2 separate regions of the Mus musculus genome follow, and region 1 is linked to region 2. Evidence: chromatin contacts called from public HiChIP or PLAC-seq data. All regions are on one chromosome and are shown on one strand. The core of a region is the stretch at or near the end of the contact, and the rest is flanking DNA. Distances in the headings are between cores, read along the strand shown.

Region 1 (5,825 bases), core at 2,586-5,085, 430 kb after region 2:
ATATTAAATTTTTTATCTTGGATTTATGCATGAAATGTTTTGTTGTCTTTTTCTTTTGTGTACATAAAATATCTATCAGTTTCATATTATTTCATATGAGATGTTTCTAGGCTACTTTAACATCATACTATATCAAGTAGTTCAACCACAGAAGAAGCAATAAGGCAAATATGCATAATATACAATATATCATATTAAGCTAATATATTAAATTAAAATAGTATAACACATTATATATGTTAAATGTGTTTTTATTTGTAAATTTACATAATACATATATTTTAATATAATTATATTATACATAATATTTTATATAATATAAATATAATAGAATATGTGTTTAATTATATATATATATATATGCATATATATGCATATATATATATATATATATATATATATATATATATATATTCATGATTGAAATTTTGAAATTCCTGGTAATCATGCCCAGTACCTGTCAGGCAGGAAGTCACAAAGGAATGGTCACAAACTGGAGCTTACTGGTATGAGCTGAGCTGAACCTGTCCCACAGGCAACTGTGAAAGAATGGTTATGAGCTAGATGGGTATTATCTATGGTACTGGTAGATAATACTCTATGCAAGTGGTATGCTTTCTCCACTCACAAAAGCTTTATCCCTGTTTGCAAGCCTTCCAATTGTTTAAGGTCAGACTTGCTGATCAAATGTTATTTAGAGATTTTGATTATATCTGCAATACACTTTCAAGTAAAAATTTAAATGACTGTTTGCAAAATGAAGACCTGTTACTTAACCAAATTGATTAACCAAAAGATTTTCCAACGTGATCAAGCAGATTTTAAGTATGCAAAGTTGGGTCTGCATACAAATATAAACAAACTGAATGAAAAATAAAAGCGAGTTCTCTCCTGAGCTACGTGTCTGTACGCTCTCAAACCGCCATCCAACAAACATGGATCAGGTAATGCAGTTTGTAGAGCCCAGCCGGCAGTTTGTAAAGGAATCAATTCGGCTGGTTAAAAGATGCACCAAACCCGACAGAAAAGAATTCCAGAAGATTGCCATGGCTACAGCTATAGGATTTGCTATTATGGGATTCATTGGCTTCTTCGTGAAACTGATCCATATACCCATTAATAACATTATTGTGGGTGGCTGAGTCCTTCTCATCACAGGACGAGTGAGCCAGAGCGGGGGGACAAGGGCATGAAGTAAAGCGTTGCCTGTATGCTGTGTGGTGTTTGTTTCTTCCTCCTTCCTATGAGGTTTTCTACTTCTCAATTAAAATAATTTCAAAATAAATACTTTTTCCATAACAGAAAAAAAAGAAAGAAAAATAAAAGCATGATTTTCTCATTAGGGGTTGAAAAGGCTTTTTACAAAATCTAGCAACACTTCATGATAAGTCTTGCAGAGAAAAGGGATAAATGCCTACACCTAGAAACAATAAAGGTTATATACAGTAAGATGATGGCCAACATAAAATCAAATGGAGAGAAACAGAACAATTACACTATAATCAGGGACAAAACCAGCCTGCCCACATTCTCTGTATCTATTCAGAATAGTACTTGAATTTCTGACTATAATACTAAGATGCTGAAAAAGCCTTTGAAAAAATCCAACACCCTTTCATTGTAAAAGGGTTAGAGGGATTATGGATACAAGGCACATACCCAAACATAATAAAAGAAATGTGAAGCAACCCAATTGCCCCCAATTGCCAATATCAAATTAAATGGAGAGAAACTTAAAGCAATTCCAGTAAAATCAGGGACCAGACAAGACCTCCCACTCTCTCCCTATCTATTCAATATAGTACTTGAAGTTCTGTCCAGGGCAATAAGACAATTACAGGAGATCAAGAGGACACATACTGGAAAGGAAGAAGTCAAAATATCATTGTTTGGGAATGATATGATAGTATACATAAGTGACTGAAAAATACCATCGGAGAACTCCTACAGCTAGTAAAAAACCTTCAGCAACATGGCTGGATATAAAATTAAATCAAACAAATCAATAGCTTTCCTTTATACAAATGATAAATGCGCTGAGAAAAAAATTAGGGAAAGAGCACCCTTTATAATAGCTATGAATAATATAAAATGTCTTGGTGTAACTCTAAGGAAACAAGTGAAACACCTATATGATGAAAAGTTCAATTCCCTGAAAAAAGAAATTGGGGAAGACATCAAAAGATGGAAAAATCCCCCATGCTCCTGAATCAGTAGGATCAACATAGTGAAAATGGCTTGTTTACCAAAAGCAATTTACACAATCAATGAAATTCACATCAAAATTGTAACACAATATTTTGCAGTCCTTTACAGAGAAATTCTCAACTTTATGTGGAAAAAAATAAGTTAGGGTAGCTGAAACAATCCTGAAAAACAAAAGAGCTTCTCAAGGTTGTGGAAAACTATGCCAATTAAGGTTGAAGTCCACCATGATCAGATGGCCTTTGAGCTCAGTCCAAAATGGGAGCACCCTTAATACTTTTCTCCTTCTCTGGCCTTGTTAGGGGATTCTAAACTCCACCACTTGTCTCTGCCTGAGAAAAGTCACATGGCTTGAAAATCCATGCTAATGAGTTTAATGCTATTTAGGCCCCAAGTTTATGGTCAATGAACTTCTTCTCCTGGGCTTTTCTTCCCACGAAAAGTTTTTAATATCTGGTCCCATGCATCATCAATTAAAGCAGTTTGGACAAGCAAGGAGGATCTCTTCATCAAGGATTATTCATGTTGGAGAAAGAATCTTTATTTGTAAAGAGCCATATGTACCTTTCCCTGGGAAGGCCCTCTCTCTTCCAGGTCCTTAGTACTCTCTGCTATCAGCACTCACTTGTAATCAAACTGGATTCCTTGCATGTCCCTGACTGTTTTCCCATTTCTGCCTGACATATATACACCCTGAGGGGAAATAATGACCAAGGATCCAGTTACCAACTCCCAGTGGTATGCAGCCAGCACCTGGCTTTAGAGGAGACTTGAAACCACTGCAATCATCCCAGTATCCCCTGGTTTCCACTCAGAAAATCACAGACTGAGGACTCCCATATGGATTATGGTCCCTTGAGAGGTATGCTGGCAGTGCTACACACACCCCAGTAGCCAAGCAAACAAGCACACAAACAGGAAGTAACACCTTCCCTGATTTCAAGCTGTACTACAGCCAATATAAATTAAAACTGCACGGTATTGGTATAGCAGCAGATAGGTTGATCAATGGAATCAAATTGAAGACTCTGAGTTACATGCACAGATTTATGGTTATTTGATTTTTGACAAAGAAGGCAAAAAAAAAAAACATACAATGGAAAAAAAAGGTATCTTCAACAAATGGTGATGGGCTAACTGGATATCTGCATGTAGAAGAATACTAATAGATCCATATCTATTACTCTGTACAAAACTCAAGTCAAAGTGGATCAAAGATCTCAGTGCCAAAACAGATACCCTAATTCTAAAAGAAGAGAAAGTGGAGAATGGCCTTGAACTCATTGGTACAGGAGACAGCTTCCTGAATAATGATCTCATTCATTGGCCTGACAATTATGGTAAGTCCCTATTTGATCACAGTGAATTCCTTCTGACACCTGTGATACAGAAGACAATTGTAGAGGAGTCTAGTTCTACAAAGGTTAAAAATATGAACCCACACACTATCAGTTATTCATTAATTGAAGCATATACAACCTAAAACTCAGTGTGGTTTCTGTCTCAATTGAAGCAAAGGATTGTAACCTCCTCCCAGCCTGAAGCAGGCTGAGCCAGACCTTGACCTTGCTGCCACTAAGGAGATTACCTAGGGTGGAGCCTTCCTCCCTAGATCACTCTATTGTTCAGCCACTGCCTCTATTCCAGAGACAGAGACTACACCCTATCCTGCAGTCATCACCTGCAGCTGGTTCCAGGCTCCAAGGATGAATTGGCAGGAATGGGCCTCCCCCGCCCCCTTATAAGCACATTTGCCATTAAACATTTGAGCTTTGATCAGGAATCTTGACTTAGCTCCATTTTTCTCTCCACTGCCTAGTTTATCCCTCTTTCAGCCCTGGCTTGCCTCCCAGGTGTATTTCATTTCTTGTGAGCCGCAGGCCGGCTTCCAACAGTTTGGTGTCCAAATGGGGGACCTGAGGAATGGCAGAAAAATGCTGGAGGAACGCTGCTTGGTATGGAGCTCCACGGGAAGAAAAAGAAAAGAATCATATCAGGTGCATGGTGAGCAACAGGTAAAGTGTTGCTGGAGGTACGGAAAGATATGGGCTAAGCTTGAATCAGTGCTAACCTAGCGCTGGATTCAATTAGGTCAGCAGCGAATTATCAGAACTAGGAACTGATCAGGTGATTGTCCACAGTTTTTTTAAAACTGCTTTAGGCGAGAGGAAAAAGGGTTTAAATTAAATAATCAGGCGGATGTCCGCAGACAGTAGCTGCATCAGGTGGCAGAAACAGGGTTTGTAATAATAAAATAATACAGAGGAAAATGAATTTTGAAACTCTCCCAGAGGCAGAGAGAAATTCGGGAGACACCCTGCCTTTTTCTCTCTAGCCCCTACAGCAGAAGTTCTCTGCCCTCTTTGTGTTGTCTAACGTCTAGTCTAATGTCTGGTACACTGGTCCACTCATGTGTTCAATACATGTGTGTTCGTGTCTAGTTGTGTGAATGACTGAATGTTCTGTGTTTCATGTTGGAAAATGAAGATGGCTAAAATCTTATCTGCTGGTTCAGCAAGAGAGTGGCCACACACTTTAGCCAGGATCAGGCACAGCAGGGGAGCCACTGCTGGAAAAGCTGCTCCCAAAGAAAGGGAGTCTGCAGCCTCTTGGTTTGGGGGCAAAAAAGCTGATAGATTTTTTTTTTTTCCTGGAGGGTTCTCTGCAATTGTGATTATTGTGTTTGGCAAATAACAAAGTGCTTTTCTAATCTTATAATTTTAGCTAGAAAATTTGAAATTCTTTGATTGGTCTAAATTTATTAGACTCGTTTAGCCACTTCATTTGGTTTTTTACTGGTCTTAGAGGTGTAATATTCTCTGCGTGTATTCATCACAAGAGTATTAGCTTATAAGTTATTGGGTATGATCAAATAGGCATAATGCTGGTTACTAGAAATTTAGCTTTAAATTGGTAACTCAGATTTTCAGTCTTTCCAACACGTGGCATAAGGCAGGCCAAGAGGCTGGGTCTCTAAGGCTACTTCTAGTCGAGATAATATTTAATGTGATTCTTATCCTAGAAAGTAGAATTAAAGATAAGATTTAAAGCAATGTCTCTTTAATTAAGCATTAAAATTTGCACTGTCATGCATTCATAGGTATAAATTGGCAGCCAAAATTTGCAACGTGATAGTGAAGTTTTAATGTTGATTCTAAGGTGATAAATTGTTTTGAAATTGGGTTTTACTTTCCCAAGGTTGTAGTTATAGTCTAATATTGCAAAAGAAACTTAAAAATTCTGAAATCTGTCCTCACAGCAAGAGGAACTAAGCTCAGAGCAGCCTCTATGCAGCTTGTGTGACTTTCTTTTGTCTTGCAAAGAGTGCCTAAGGAAGCTCTCAAAACTTGCCTCTCCTTGCCTTCAGGAAAAATTCCTTTTACCTAAAAGAACACTGTTGTAGATCTATCCAGATGTTGTTCTAAATAAAGTTTGAATTCTAAGTTCATAAAAGGTCAATCAGACTGTAGAATTTATCAGGACATTGCGATTTGACTTGCCTAGTTCATGTAAAGTTATTATAGATTTAAGAGTTGGTTTTTTCCTTTGCATCCAGAAAAATTGTAAAGAGCTTGCTTCTAGGGAGCTTGTAATCACTGGAAAATTTTGCCTCTAGGTAT
Region 2 (5,713 bases), core at 790-3,289:
TATGGTCACTTGATCTTCGACAAGGGAGCTAAAACCATCCAGTGGAAGAAAGACAGCATTTTCAACAATTGGTGCTGGCACAACTGGTTGTTATCTTGTAGAAGAATGCGAATCGATCCATACTTATCTCCTTGTACTAAGGTCAAATCTTAGTGGATCAAGGAACTTCACATAAAACCAGAGACACTGAAACTTATAGAGGAGAAAGTGGGGAAAAACCTTGAAGATATGGGCACAGGGGAAAAATTCCTGAACAGAACAGCAATGGCTTGTGCTGTAAAATCAAGAATTGACAAATGGGACCTAATGAAACTCCAAAGTTTCTGCAAGGCAAAAGACACCATCAATAAGACAAAAAGACCACCAACAGATTGGAAAAGGATCTTTACCTATCCTAAATCAGATAGGGGACAAATACCCAACATATATAAAGAACTCAAGAAGGTGGACTTCAGAAAATCAAATAACCCCATTAAAAAATGGGGCTCAGAACTGAACAAAGAATTCTCACCTGAGGAATACCGAATGGCAGAGAAGCACCTGAAAAAATGTTCAACATCCTTAATCATCAGGGAAATTCAAATCAAAACAACCCTGAGATTCCACCTCACACCAGTCAGAATGGCTAAGATCAAAAATTCAGGTGACAGCAGATGCTGGCATGGATGTGGAGAAAGAGGAACACTCCTCCATTGTTGGTGGGATTGCAGGCTTGTACAACCACTCTGGAAATCAGTCTGGCGGTTCCTCAGAAAATTGGACATAGTACTACCGGAGGATCCAGCAATACCTCTCCTGGGCATATATCCAGAAGATGCCACAACTGGTAAGAAGGACACATGCTCCACTATGTTCATAGCAGCCTTATTTATAATAGCCAGAAGCTGGAAAGAACCCAGATGCCCCTCATCAGAGGAATGGATACAGAAAATGTGGTACATATACACAATGGAGTACTACTCAGCTATTAAAAAAAATGAATTTATGAAATTCCTAGCCAAATGGATGGACCTGGAGGGCATCATCCTCAGTGAGGTAACACATTCACAAAGGAACTCACACAATATGTACTCACTGATAAGTGGATATTAGCCCAAAACCTAGGATACCCAAGATATAAGATACTATTTCCTAAACACATGAAACTCAAGAAAAATGAAGACTGAAGTGTGGACACTATGCCCCTCCTTAGAAGTGGGAACAAAACACTCTTGGAAGGAGTTACAGAGACAAAGTTTGGAGCTGAGATAAAAGGATGGACCATGTAGAGACTGCCATATCCAGAGATCCACCCCATAATCAGCATCCAAACATTGACACCATTGCATACACTAGCAAGATTTTATTGAAAGGACCCAGATGTAGCTGTCTCTTGTGAGACTATGCCGGGGCCTAGCAAACACAGAAGTGGATGCTCACAGTCAGCTAATGGATGGATCACAGGGCTCCCAATGGAGGAGCTAGAGAAAGTACCCAAGGAGCTAAAGGGAACTGCAACCCTATAGGTGGAACAACAATATGAACTAACCAGTACCCTGGAGCTCTTGACTCTAGCTGCATATGTATCAAAAGATGGCCTAGTTGGCCATCACTGGAAAGAAAGGCCCATTGGACTTGCAAACTTTACATGCCCCAGTACAGGGGAACCCCAGGACCAAAAAGGGGGAGTGGGTGGGTAGGGGAGTGGGGGTGGGTGGCTATGGGGGACTTTTGGTATAGCATTGGAAATGTAAATGAGCTAAATACCTAATAAAAAATGGAAAAGAAAAAAAAAGTATGATTCAGCTTTGATATTCTCTGTATCAATAAAATGAATCTTTCGGAGGGGAAAAAAAAAGAAAATAAAGAGTTAAAAAAAAAAAAAGAGGCCTCCAAAGTGGTGTGGCACTCCAACACCTTCTGTAACTTCCCCCTCAGCCTGAAGCAGGCTGAGCCAGACCTTGACTTTGCTGCCACTAAGATTACCTAGGGTTGAGCCTTCCTCCCTAGATCTCTCTATTGTTCAGCCACTGTCCCTGTTCCTCTTCAAGATATTGCTACCTGCTGAGAGGCCCTGGAGCTATTCATGAGACTGACTATGCCTTATCCTGCACTTGGCCACCTGCAGCTGGTTCCAGGCTTCAAGAATGAACCAGTGGGGGATGGGCCTCCCCCTCTTCTTTATAAGCAAGATCCCCATTAAACCTTTGAGCCTTGGATAGACTAGCTTGTCTTGGTTTCCATTATTTCTCGACCTGCCTAGGTTCCCTCTTCTCTTTCAGCTCCGGTTGCCTCCCAGGCTCGAACCCCAACATGAGAGCCACAGGCCGGGCTCCAACAATTTGGGGTTCCAATGCGGGGCCTGGAAATGGCAGAAGACGCTGGAAGAAACACTGCTGGTATGGAGCACCACAGATAGGAAAGAATTAGAAATTTTGTACCTGGGCATGGTACAGTCTAAGCTGTAACAGCACTAAACTGTGAGCTGGATTTGCTTAGGTTCAGCAGTGATATCAGGATCTAGGAACACAGCAGGCAGACGGCCACAGCTTTTAGAAGCTGCTTTTTAGGCAAGAGAAATATAAGGGTATAAATCCATGGAACAGGCAGATGGCCACAGTTGGGAACTGCATCAGGCGGGAGGAAAGTGGATTTTGAAACTCTCCCAGAGACAGAGAGAACAGCGGGGGAATCCCCTCTTGTGTGCCTGTGTCTTTGTTCTGAGTGTCTGTCTTATGTTTTATGAAACAAACATGTGCTCTTTGTGTTGGTTTGTTGTCTGTGTTTCGTCCCTTGTCTCTGAAGCATGGTGCAGTCTTATTCTGGATCCGCCTGAGTTTGGTTTCTCTGGTGTTTGTAGATGGGGTTTTCTGAAACACGTGGTTGGTATTTGCAGCTGTCCCTTCGGGCCATAAGGACCGGAGGACTTTGGTCAGCAGATGTGCTAGAAAGACCACTGCCACCCAGGGGGAAGCTCTGGGAAGAGGGGAGAGCCAGGGACACCTAGTACTCTCTGGAGATCCTTCGGTCAGAGAGACGGAGTTCTGAAGTGGAAGCTTACCCTTCCAAAATCGTCTAATTCTTTTGCCTGCTTGTGGAGGATGAGAAAGGGCCGCATGTGCCTGGATCTGATGGTCTGTTTTGTGTATTTTTGTGTATGTGTTTAGAGCTATGTGAAAATCTAGAGAAATGAAGGTAAGTCTCATAGGTGCCTTATACCCTGACTAGAGATGGTTTGCACATGAGAGAACGGGCTTAAGAAAAACAGTACTCTCCGACTATCTGGGGATAATTTGGTGAAAGAGAAAAAGAAAGAAAGAAAAAAATAAATAAACAGTATCAATTGGCCTGTGGAGCCCTGTACCTGTAGTTAGAAGTCTAGTGTGGCTGGAGAAGCCCCTGCTAGGAACTGATGGCTGTTTTTCCTACAAAAATCTCTGTGCTTGTGATTATTGTGTTTAGCTGTTCACAAGCTGCTTTTTACTTTATAATTATAGCTAGAAAAATTAAAATTCTCTGATTGGTCTAAGTGTTACGGCTTCATTTGATTTTTTACTGGTAATGTGCTCTGCCTGTCTTCACAAGAGTATCAGCTCATAAGTTATTGGTTAGGATTAAATAATTGTAACATTGGTAACAGAAGGTTAACCTTAAATTGGCAACTCAGATTTGGAGTCTTTCAAATAAGTGGCATAAAGCAGGCCAAAAAACTAGGCCTCTTAGGAATACTTCTAGTTGAGATAATATCTAATGTGATTCTTATCTTAGAAAATAGAATTAAAGATAAGATTTAAAACAATGTTTCTTTAATGAAACATTGAAACTTCCACTGTCATGCATTCATAGGTATAAATTAGCAGCCAAATTTCGCAACGTGGTAGTGAAGTAGTAATTTTGATTCTAAGGTGATAAATTGTTTTGAAATTGGGTTTTGCCTTCCCAAGGTTGTAGTTATAGCCTAATATTGCAAAAGAAACTCAATAATTCTGAAATCTGTCCTCACGGCAAGAGAAACTAAGCTAAGAACTTAATAAATGCCTTATAGTATCTTAAAAGGATCTACTTATTGGCATATGGCTTGATCCTGAACATCTACCTTATTAGGAAAGGGAAAAGCATAGTTCTCTCCACAGAACTCTGCAGAAGCATGACGGCTAATTCGTGTGACAAGCTGACAGGTGAGTTCGCTCAGTGCCCTGACTGTAGTGACAAGAAAGCTGAATTGGGTACATGTTTTCGATCTATCCTTGCTTGCAAATTTCCAGTTTGGACAAGCGAAGCTGCCTTGCTTCAAGCTGTTAAACCTTATGGTAAAAAGAACATCAGAGACTGTGTAATCTGACTTAGAAAGATTAGTCATATAAAAAGAGTTATAGTGATTCTTCTCTTTCCCTCATGTGACCAGTTATTCTAACTCAATCTTAGAGTGGTCTAGTAATAATTCCAGTGTTAGAGATTCATATTGAAGATAGCTAAATATTCTTAATTACCTAACAAAGTTAATTTGGAGCACTGCCTCCTCTCCCAAAAAGATTGCAGCCCTTCTGTTTCTCAAGGCCAGCTCCCTCACACTGGGAGCTCAAGGTCTAGCTTGGTCGTTGTTAATTTGCAACTGAATGGAGAACCTGGACTTCTCCAAAGAAGCTTTTATATTGTTGCTTTTCACTGTCCCACCTTTGTTTTTCAAGCAGGTCAGTCAACTCCCTTCAGTCTGACTGCAGCAGGTGTACAGCCCCATCTCCAACAGAGCAGGTGGCGGTTATTAATCTTCATCAAAAAGAATTCTAAGTACTTATTGTGGCTTTGGTCTGAATTGGGAATAAGGTGTGCTAATGAGGGCCAGACAGTCAATGATGTGCACCCAGATCTCGGGACCGTACCAATATAAGACAGAGGTACATGCCAAAAGGCCGTGGTTGTTGATAACACACCACAGAGCCATGTTTGTTTGAAATATAACACAAACTAGCTGCACATAACCTCCAAGATGGAATTGGATAGTTTGGGAGGATCTAAGATTTCCTAAGACAGGCGCAGCCACCAGCCACCATAATTCTCAGGCAGGACTATAGAGCATAAGTAAATTTTATGCCTCAGTCCAGCTTTTTTTTTTTTTTTTTTTTTTTTTAAATAACAGGGAGGAAATTGTAACCTGCCCCTCAGCCTGAAGCAGGTTGAGCCAGACCTTGACTTCACTGCCACTAAGGAGATCACCTAGGGTGGAGCCTTCCTCCCTAGATCACTCTATTGTTTAGTCACTGTCACTGTTCCTCTTCAAGATACTGCTACCTGCTGGGAGGCCCTGGAGCTATTCCTGAGACTATGTCCTATCCTGTAGCTGGCTCCAAGAACCAGTGGGGGATGGGCCTCCCCCTCTTCTTTATAAGCAAGATCCCCATTAAACCTTTGAGCCTTGAACAGACTAGCTTGTTTTAGTTTCCATTATTTCTCGAACTGCCTAGGTTCCCTCTTCTCTTTCAGCCTCCCAGGCTTAAACCCGGACATGAGAGCCACAGGCCGGCCCCAACAACCTTCTAATGTTAAGGAATGCAACTACAGCTCACTATTGCCTTCAGTGTTAGAATCAAAACAACCTTATTTTATCCAAAGTCAGCAAACCAGGAAAATTGTTTATGAAAATATTAATTACTTATTTGGGATTCAATATGCTTTCCCTTTGGGTTACTTATTCTATTCAGTTATATTGAATTATAAAATACTGCTGATGATTTCA

What was found. HiChIP or PLAC-seq counts read pairs in DNA pulled down with a chosen protein or histone mark.
Region 1: an H3K27ac HiChIP or PLAC-seq map of embryonic stem cells shows a contact between it and region 2, with 2.8 times the contacts expected there. The contact joins two enhancer-like sites. A contact is called at or near these places in 2 of 484 Hi-C or Micro-C datasets (both in embryonic stem cells), 2 of 115 datasets of contacts at active chromatin or transcription factors (both in embryonic stem cells) and 1 of 9 other capture datasets (embryonic stem cells).

The regions. Positions count from the first base shown.
Region 1 is chrX:89,004,501-89,010,325 of GRCm38.p6, forward strand. It overlaps the pseudogene Gm16412. Among named protein-coding and RNA genes, the nearest start is that of Mir1906-2, 250 kb to the left of the region's middle. Within about 2 kb of position 3,836, at least 5 of the 459 cell types and tissues checked have an H3K27ac peak or open chromatin away from gene starts, as enhancers often do. A contact at or near this core is called in embryonic stem cells, where this site is marked.
Region 2 is chrX:88,578,197-88,583,909 of GRCm38.p6, forward strand. No RefSeq gene overlaps it. Among named protein-coding and RNA genes, the nearest start is that of Mir1906-2, 180 kb to the right of the region's middle. Within about 2 kb of position 2,040, at least 6 of the 459 cell types and tissues checked have an H3K27ac peak or open chromatin away from gene starts, as enhancers often do. A contact at or near this core is called in embryonic stem cells, where this site is marked.